2 separate regions of the Zea mays genome follow, and region 2 is linked to region 1. A link is a contact called in public Hi-C data. All regions are on one chromosome and are shown on one strand. The core of a region is the stretch at or near the end of the contact, and the rest is flanking DNA. Distances in the headings are between cores, read along the strand shown.

Region 1 (4,373 bases), core at 1,274-3,773:
CAGATATCTTTCTTATACCAAAATCCCTTTGTGAGGAATCTTCACAAAGTGGAGTCTCTCATGCCTTACACAAATGATTACAATTAAAATCGGAGTAAGGATGGGAGTAGAAATGCACACAAGATCACAACGCAGCAACACCACACACACAAGCAAAAAGAGAGAGCGTACAAAACAAAATGACAGAGTTACAACTCAAGAACGTGCCCAAATCTCTCTCTAGCAAATCAAAAGCATGGTTGCAAAGGTTCAGAGTTGTAGTGTGTTCAAAAAGTGCTTGGGTAACAACTCCATGCACATAGGGCGTCCTTTTATAGCCCCAAGTGACCAAGGAGTCGTTTGATCTTCATTTGGAAGGTCCTGGTTGCCTTCTGCTCGTGGGTGCACCGGACTGTCCAGTGCACACAGGACACTGCACGTAGGCAATTTCTTTTCTTCCCTAGCGAAGTCGGTTGTTTCCGTGCATGGACCAAGGAGGAGCAACACCCTTACACGGGTGCTTCAACAAGGATTAGTAGCGAGTATGAAGTCTCTAAGACCTTAGCAAAACATTGAGGAGTCTTTTAATTATTTATTTAATATACACATTTATATTTGAGAAATTTAGTTCAAGAATTACATTCCTAGAATTTCTATGCTAGTATAGAATTGAAAATTAGGGTGCCAAACTTTTTATCACATCAATAAGCACTCATGGTGAAGTTTGGACTTGATGTTAGGATTTAATTTGTGCAATAAAATTTAGAAAATCTCAATTCAACCCCCTCTTGGGCATCTTGACCTTTTTCTCCTTGACACAAGTGAGCGAGCAAAACACCCTTTGATTCTATCCTCCTCACCACTCGCCATCGTGTTTTTCCTAGCACAGTAGAGTTCTTGCTACAGTGTTAAGGTTGAGATTTATGTTGACAATAACATATCGCTTAAATTGAGGCATAATGTGTCTATCATGATGCCCATTGTTGAGACCAGCCACTAAACTTGGAGTCCACCTTAGTAGGTCTTCAGAGCAAGGCTAGAGGAGTGACACGTGTCGAATGATGGTGGTTTCCTAGCACTCAAAGAGGTGCTCATCGTAAAGCTCCCAAGGTGTCATGTGAGTTGAAAGGACCATGAATAGGAGTGGAGCCAGTGGTGACATCACATATGACCCCACTAAGGTTGTCAGACTAGACCGTTCGAGAGAGTTGTCTAGGCAATGCCAGAAGAGGACAATGAGTCTGATCCGACCCTAGCCCTGCTTGAGGTAGCGGAGGGATGGACTACGCAAGACCGCACAATGTCCATGATGCGGTGCATGGTCAACCACTGCTAGAGTCGGTGTTAGAGACCACTACTCTATCGACCGAGAGTGTCTACGAAGCCATGTCAGTGCAACACATTAAAGTGCACCATGCCCTACCGGATGTGCCAAATATCGTTATGCTACGACATCATGATACCAAATAACCAGAGAGAGAGAGAGAGAGGTGTAGGCCTAGGACCACTATAATAGATGCTGACATGATTGCATGCACACACACACACACACACGATATAGAGTGGTTTGGGCCATCTGAGCATAGTACCTTATGTTCTCTATGAAAGCATCTAGGCTTATAATCACGTGTATCTCAATATAAATATATATCAATCCACTTTAGTTGTCACACAATTACAAAAACCAAACAAGATCCTTACATGACGTCTTGGGAAGTGTGTAAGGGTTAATGTATAAAACCCTCATCTTGTAGGACGTGAGCATGATCGACATGGGCTTGCCCCCGAGGATGTAAGATTGACACCAAGTCAAGTTTATTGTAATTCAATCTTTCGCTGATGGAGTTCTAAAAGACATTTTGCAAATAAACAAAATATGCCTATTTTGGACTTTGACAATTGAGTTTTAAAAGACATTTTGCCAATAAACAGAATATGCCTTTTTTGGACTTTGACGACATCCATACTAGAGGGCTAGGTTATGGGGTGGGAAATAGGTTACGACTTGTGAAGTTACTTAGGTTAGAATCAATGGAAGCTTTACATGTGTTCTATGAACATCAAATAAGCTAACATATCATAGTGTAAATAAAGAGACAGGTAAAAAAGCTTTATTGGTTGAAATGAGTTTCATGAGGGTAAAATAATACTCCGTCCGTCCCAAAACAGTATTCGTTTTAACACTTTATTTATGTCTATATTCAAATGGATGATAATCTAGACACTTATATAAAACACATACATCAAGTAGTGTATGAATCTTATAATAGCTTAAAACAAATTCTAATACATTAAGCAGTGTATGAATCTCATAATAACCTAAAATGAATTCTAATTTGGGATAGAGGAGTATCTACAATACACGTGATCTTGGAAACATGACTTACAAGAAACCAATGCTCCACAGATTTTATGGGCATTCTGGTCCACTGTTACCCATTCGTTTGCCTGATCCATACCAAATGGTAGTAGCGTTTTGCAATCGATTACCCATTCTTTTGCCTGATGCATAGTAGCCATTCCCCATTCCCACATAGGAGTATTTTCCAATCCATAACCCACGTCTTGAACCATCAAAACGTTTCCCTTTCCCGTTCCGACTCCCATCCAAAATCCATTCACCGCCTGCCTTTTCTTCTCCCGTCCACCGTGTGCGGGCTGCGGGGAGCGCTCTCCTGCCGCTACTAGGCGACCGCCGCCGCCGTCCTACGTGCTCGGGTCCTTCCTCGGCTATCAACACCTACCAGGTATGCGCATCCGTTCTCTCCCCTTCCTGCTGTGTGAAACTGACCATCGGACCCTAACTTTGTCTACTTGTGTATTTTATTCGGATCTAATATAATTACAAGTTTATATATCTATTATGCCTAATAAATTCTATTTTTATTTTTATTTTCCAAAAGTTATAGGGCGTACATGTGCACACGCATGTCCTTCACCGGGTCCGCCCCTGAGTCTTCCGATCCCAATAAGCAACCTGGTTCGTTTTTTGTGAACTATTTTCGTATGTTTTTCAGACTCCCTGTTTATCACAGTTCTGAATTTCGCCTGATAGTTTTTGCGCTGTGTCTGATTCATGTAGCAAAAAAGCAGACTCGACAATGGGCAGCGTGGACACACCAAGAGGAGGAGAATTTCTTCAATGCACTGCGGCAAGTAGGGAAAGTAAGAGGCATAATTTCTGGATACAATGCTCTTCTGCTATTTGCAATCTAATTAGCACATAACAATCAATTGATGGGTAATCTCATATTGTTTTTTCCTAGAACTTCGACAAGATTACACACCGTGTTCAGAGTAAAAACAAGGATCAGGTATTTATTTTTCAACCAAGATGTTTTAGGTGAAACAGATATGCACTAGACTGAAATTTTGTTATGTATGAGTTGTTCTAAGGACTTCCTGTCTTTATGATGACTAGAGTTTACATTTTATATTACTCTAAAGATGTTTAATCTTTTCTTGCAATATTAGCCTATCTTATTATATTGAAGTTTTAATTTTGTTGTATATGAATCTAATGTAAAAAGATTCAATGCTTTATGTGCCATACAGGTCAGGCATTACTATTATCGTCTTGTTCGACGCATGAAGAAGCTATTGGGTCCTAGGTTCTCACTTGATGCAAAAAACTCCAAGGATACCATTGCTGCTATGCTTCGCTGGTAATTGAATATATCTCGTCATCTGTTAATTGCTTGATAAAGTATAGTTCATTGTTGATTTTATTTATACACCATAGAAGCAAAAACTAGCTGTTACTTTGTAATGTTTTATGCGTTATCTCTTTGGCATATGATATTTATAGGGACTTGAACATCTTGTCTTTCTATTACAGATCATGATGGTAGATTGTATATAGCTATCTATGGCATCTGGAGGCTGTGACTACCACTCATTATAGTTCCGCTATGTAGTGGATATCTTGCCATATTTACTGATTTGTTGTGTACCTTTCTATTGATTTTGACGTGCTTGGTTTATTCTTGTGTTACATACACAATCTAAATTCAATCTCTAGTCATTTAGCTTCATAATAATTTTGCAATGCTTCTGCATTATTTCATTTGGATAAAGCCAAAATCCATCATGGCTGTGCATTCATTTTAAAAAAACAATTCCATTCCAAACTGTACATGAGGTTTCCATCTCATATGGCTCCTCCCTTCTTTAGAGAACTCTTTTCTTAATAATTCGTGAAAACAGGTAACTTAGCTTTTGTAGAAGGCGAGTAAATAATGGCAGTTTCGTTTAAGGATATGCTTGCTCAATTGCTGGCAGTTCAATATTAGCTGGTTTTGATGCAGGTGGTCTCTGCTTGAGAAATTTAGCTGCAGTGCATCAAAGCTGCACCTGAAGCCTCGGAGGTTCAAAACATTTGTAGAAGCATTGGT
Region 2 (4,834 bases), core at 1,748-4,247, 240 kb before region 1:
TTCTAGTGTTGCGGACGGTCCGCCGCAAGGGCCCGGACGGTCCGCGCTTGGCCTGTTTTTCCAAAAAGCTTCTCCTGTCCGGAATAATCTACGTTATTCCGGACAGTCGATTTAGCATAGTTATAGATGAACTTTTGGCACCTGTAAAACATATAATCTAGAGCAAACTAGTTAGTCCAATTGTTTGTGTTGGGCGATTCAACCACCAAAACTATTTAGGAACTAGGTGTAAGCCTAATTCCCTTTCAACAAGGATGCTAGCAAAACAGTGGTCGCTTGTGCATTTTTATGGATTTGCTCATTAATGAAAACGGGGTTGTCAGTACTATCAAAATGCATTCCGTTTTCAACAATCTCCCAAATACTTGGATGGAGAGAAAATAGGTGACTACGCATTTTGTGACTCCAAAATGAGTAGTCTTCTCCATCAAAGTGCGGAGGTTTCCCAAGTGGAATTGAAAGTAAATGAGCATTGTAATTAAAAGGAATACAAGAATAATCAAATGAATAGTTTGAGTTAACCGGTTTCTTTTTCTCGTCATCGTCGTCTCTTGGTGAAGAAGAAGACTCGTCGCTGTCGTAATAGACAATCTTCTTGATGCGCCTCTTCTTCTTCCCGTCTCTTTTCTTATGACTCGAGCCAGAGTCCAAGGGCTTATCATCTCTTGGCTCATTGACGATGGATTCCTTTGTCTTGTCGTTGACCACCATCCCCTTTCCCTTAGGATCCATCTCTTCGGGCGATTAGTCCCTTGCGTGAAGAGAACGGCTCTGATACCAATTGAGAGCACCTAGAGGGGGGGGTGAATAGGTGATCCTGTAAAATTCAACAACTAATAGCCACAAAACTTGGTTAAGTGTTAGAATGATAAAACCAAGTGGCTATAGAGCGAGCTCTTGCGAGTCACAATAATCACACAGAAAAGCAATCACAAGAGACACATGAGTTATCCCGTGGTTCGGCCAAGTATAACACTTGCCTACTTCCACGTTGTGGCGTCCCAATGGACGAGGGTTGCACTCAACCCCTTTCAAGTGATCCAATGATCAACTTGAATACCACAATGTTCTTCTTTCTTATACTTTCTCCCGTTTGCGAGGAATCTCCACAACTTGGAGCCTCTCGCCCTTACAATTGATGTTCACAAAGAAGCACAGAAGTAAGTGAGGGAAGAGCAACACACACAAGACTCAAAACCAGAGCACAATCACGCACACAAGCCATAACTTGAGCTCAAAACACAACTCACGGAGTTCTCTACTCAATTGGAGCTCAAGTCACTATCTCAAAGAATCGAATGCGCGAGAATGGAGTCTTGGTGCTTAGGAATGATCAAAGAATGCTTGGGTGACTCCTCCATGCGCCTAGGGGGTCCCTTTTATAGCCCCAAGGCACCTAGGAGCCGTTGGAGGCAATCTTGGAAGGCTAATCTTGCCTTCTGTTGGGTGTCGCACCGAACAGCCCGGTGCACCACCGTAGGCACTGTAGCATGTCTGGTGCGGATCTCCTTCCTAATTTGGCGCAGACGACCGTTGCAACTCTGGCGTCGGTTGGCGCACCGAACACTGTCCGGTGCACACCGAACAGTCCGGTGCCCCTTCCGACCATTGGTGCGGGCCACGTGTCGCCCTCAGATCATGCTGCCGACCGTTGCGAAGTTGACCGTTGGCTCACCGGACAGTCCGGTGAATTTTAGCCGTACGCCGTTGAACTTTTCCCGAGAGCGACGACTTCGTCGCGACCGACCCACCAGACAGTCCGGTGCACCACCGGACAGTCCGATGAATTATAGCCGTACGCCGTCGTCGAGTCCCGAGAGTGGCCTGTTCACCTTGGACCCGTCTGGCGCACCGGACACTGTCTGGTGCACCACCGGACAGTCCGGTGTGCCAGACTGTGCTTAGTCTTGGCTACACACAGACACTCTTTTCCAATCTTTTTCTTTTTCTGTTTCTAGCACTTAGGTAACTTTATTAGTACCCAAAACAAATGTACTAAGTCTAGAAACATACCTTCTTTGTTGATTTGCACTTAATTCATCATTTGATATAAAATAACTCACTTAATATGTGTTGGACACTTAATCACCAAAATATACTAGAAATGGCACAATGGCACATTTCCCTTTTAATACACAATAATATTTAACTAACAAGGTAGAGGATATCGGTACGACATCTGAGGCACCTAAAATTGAAACAATTAAAAATCTGTAAAAATGGTGCCTCTATTTTTTACAATGATTTAGTAATATAAAGACACGCATTTGCACAAATTTGTGTTAAGAAAGTTATCATAGAAACATGTTAAAAAAGATTATAAGGAAGAATGGGCAACTGAAGCAAAATATTGTCACATGGGCGAGCGTCGATCAAGTGAAGGGAACGATGGTTGGAGTTAGCGAATGTGATTTTTGCATATTTACGCAGTGAGGCAATTTATTGGATTTGAACTAGCCACACGGGAGGATGGTCTGACTTATAATTCAGGTCTCTATCAAATCTTCGCGGGAAAAATTTCGTCCCGCCATGCTCCGTTAGGTTTAGTTTAGATACTTTAATATTAATCCTAATCAACATGTATTGAACTAGATTGTTGTGTAAATTAAACTAATTTACATCTAAAAGCTTGTTCGTTTTACTGTTAATCCATGTGGATTCGATGGTATTGAGTCGATTTAAATCTATAGCAAGCCAAATTTTACTATAATCCACTTCAATATACTCAAATTCACGTGGAATTGGAATAACGGAATAAAACCTAAATACAACTCAACACATGTAGATTGAGATCAATATTAAAGTACCTAAATAAAAAATAAAGACTTAAAATTTTGGGTTCTCGTTAGAGATAGTTATACTGAAATTTTAAAAATATTTATAAAATATATTATCATAGCATATATTCAAATAATACAGCATTGACAGGAATATAAGATTGCACCCATCATGAATTCACCGTCACAGAAAAGAAACCGGAACCCAAAAGGCTCTCCGCCGACACGCCGGCTACGGCGATTCTCCAATCTGAAACCCTTCCTGCCGACGATTCCTTTCCACCTTCCGCTCCATCGCGTGGCCGCCGCCGCTCTCCACCCGATTGGTTCCCGTGCCTGCCGCCCCACCGATTCACTCCGCGCCCGCGCGACCCCTGCCGTCCATGAACCTCTCCGAGGATTGGCGCTCCGTCTTCCCGGTTTGTGCCGTCTTCGCTGCGCCGTCCGTTGACCCGCTGCCTGCCGCCGCCGCCTCCCGCGGCCCCCTCCACTTCTCCCCTCTCCCGCCGCGCACCCCGTTGCTCTCCCTCCCCTACCCCATCCCATTGCCGCGCTCCTCCACCCGCGGCCTGAACCGCTTCCTCCGCTCTTTTGTCCGAGGCACCTCCTTCCTCCCGCGCTCCGACTTTGACTACCTCGCTGACACACTCATCCCCCAACCGTCTTCATCTTCTCCGCCTTCCAATCTGCTCGCCGTCCTCCGGCTCTCGTGCTCTCTCATTCTCTTTTTCCCCTACGGCGAGAATGCGGAGCATGTTGCCTTTGTTACTCTGGATGCCACCACTGTCACTGGTTCCACGCCTCTCTCGCCGGTCGTTCAGAGTGATGGGTTTATGCACCCGGGCCACCGCATCCAGCAGCTTGTTACCACTGCTAATGAGTCGTCATGGCCGTCGCAGCTGGAAGACAACCCTGAGGGGTTCCTGCTTGCTGTGACAATGTACTCCCTGAATTGGTTCAGGGTTGAGTCACAGGATTTGGGGACTTCTGTCTTAGTGCCTATTGCCAAGCAGCAGGTTGACTCTGTAATTGTGCATGCTTGTTGGAGCAGGCATTTGCCATCCGAATGTGTTGTGTTGCTGGAGAGTGGGGAGCTGTGCTGGTTCAATCTGGACACACGTCAAGGTGGAAAGATAAAAATTGATGTTGGCAGCAAGGATGACACTGGGGAATGGCTAAGCTGTGACTATGGGGCACAACCATGGATGATAATCGTCGCGAGTTCAAAATCCATCCTTTTGATCGACTTAAGATTTGGGGATCGTGGTCAATACAAGGTTTTGGCGAGAGTTGGAATGCCAGGACTGCTTGAAACTGATCCTTTTGCTGAGGCAGATCAGTACCTTGCATTCTGCAGGGGTGGGCTTGATCATTTCCATTTCTCAGTGGTGACAAAGCGATACTTGATTCTCCTCGATTTGAGACAGCCATTGACGCCTGTGTTGGCGTGGCAGCATGAGCTGAAAAGTCCTAGTAATGTTGCTATGTTTCGACTTTCTGAATTGAGGCCTTCCAAGGAGCATGAGTGGGCATCAAATTCTGGTTTTGCTATTTTGGTTGGTTCGTTCAAGACAGGGGAGTTCAGTGTTTTCTGTTATGGACCTAAAGAGCAAGGCTGTCCAGATAACTCTCACCTGTATGCTTGGGATCTTCCTTCACGGTTTTCGCTGACAGGTCATCACTGCAGCTGCAGCAGCGGAAGAATGAAAGATGTATTCTCAATGCCTGTTTCAAGAGATGAATATGCTTCAAAATGGAGTAAAAACTCCATTATTGGCTACTATGTGCTTCCAAACCACCTCTCAGTTTCAGAGACATCATTTACTGGCTTTGCTTTGGTCTGCTTGACAGCCATGGGGAAATTAGAAATGCAAAGGTACCGTGCATCTGCAGATTCACACAATGATATCCCATGTGATGAATCAAAACATACAGCCAGGGCTAGTAATTTAGCTATATTTCCTGACACTCCGTATGACAATTTCTCCCTTAGATATAGTTTAATGAAGTTGCGTTTCCTATCTGAGTATCTTGAAGGCAATCTGTGCAATGCATTG

The links. A called contact is a pair of places that touch in the nucleus more often than the background predicts.
Region 2: a Hi-C map of ear shows a contact between it and region 1, with 2.1 times the contacts expected there. The contact joins the promoter of LOC103639375 here to the promoter of LOC100383221 in region 1. A contact is called at or near these places in 2 of 25 Hi-C or Micro-C datasets (ear and leaf).

Annotation. Positions count from the first base shown.
Region 1 is chr9:149,712,757-149,717,129 of Zm-B73-REFERENCE-NAM-5.0, reverse strand. LOC100383221 reads left to right here and starts at 2,523. Exons shown (of 14, transcript NM_001361965.1): 1 at 2,523-2,726; 2 at 2,883-2,959; 3 at 3,062-3,144; 4 at 3,246-3,293; 5 at 3,535-3,644; 6 at 4,287-4,371. The coding sequence starts at 2,896.
Region 2 is chr9:149,954,869-149,959,702 of Zm-B73-REFERENCE-NAM-5.0, reverse strand. It overlaps LOC103639375, which reads left to right and starts at 2,997. Exons shown (of 1, transcript NM_001351742.1): 1 at 2,997-4,834. The coding sequence starts at 3,161.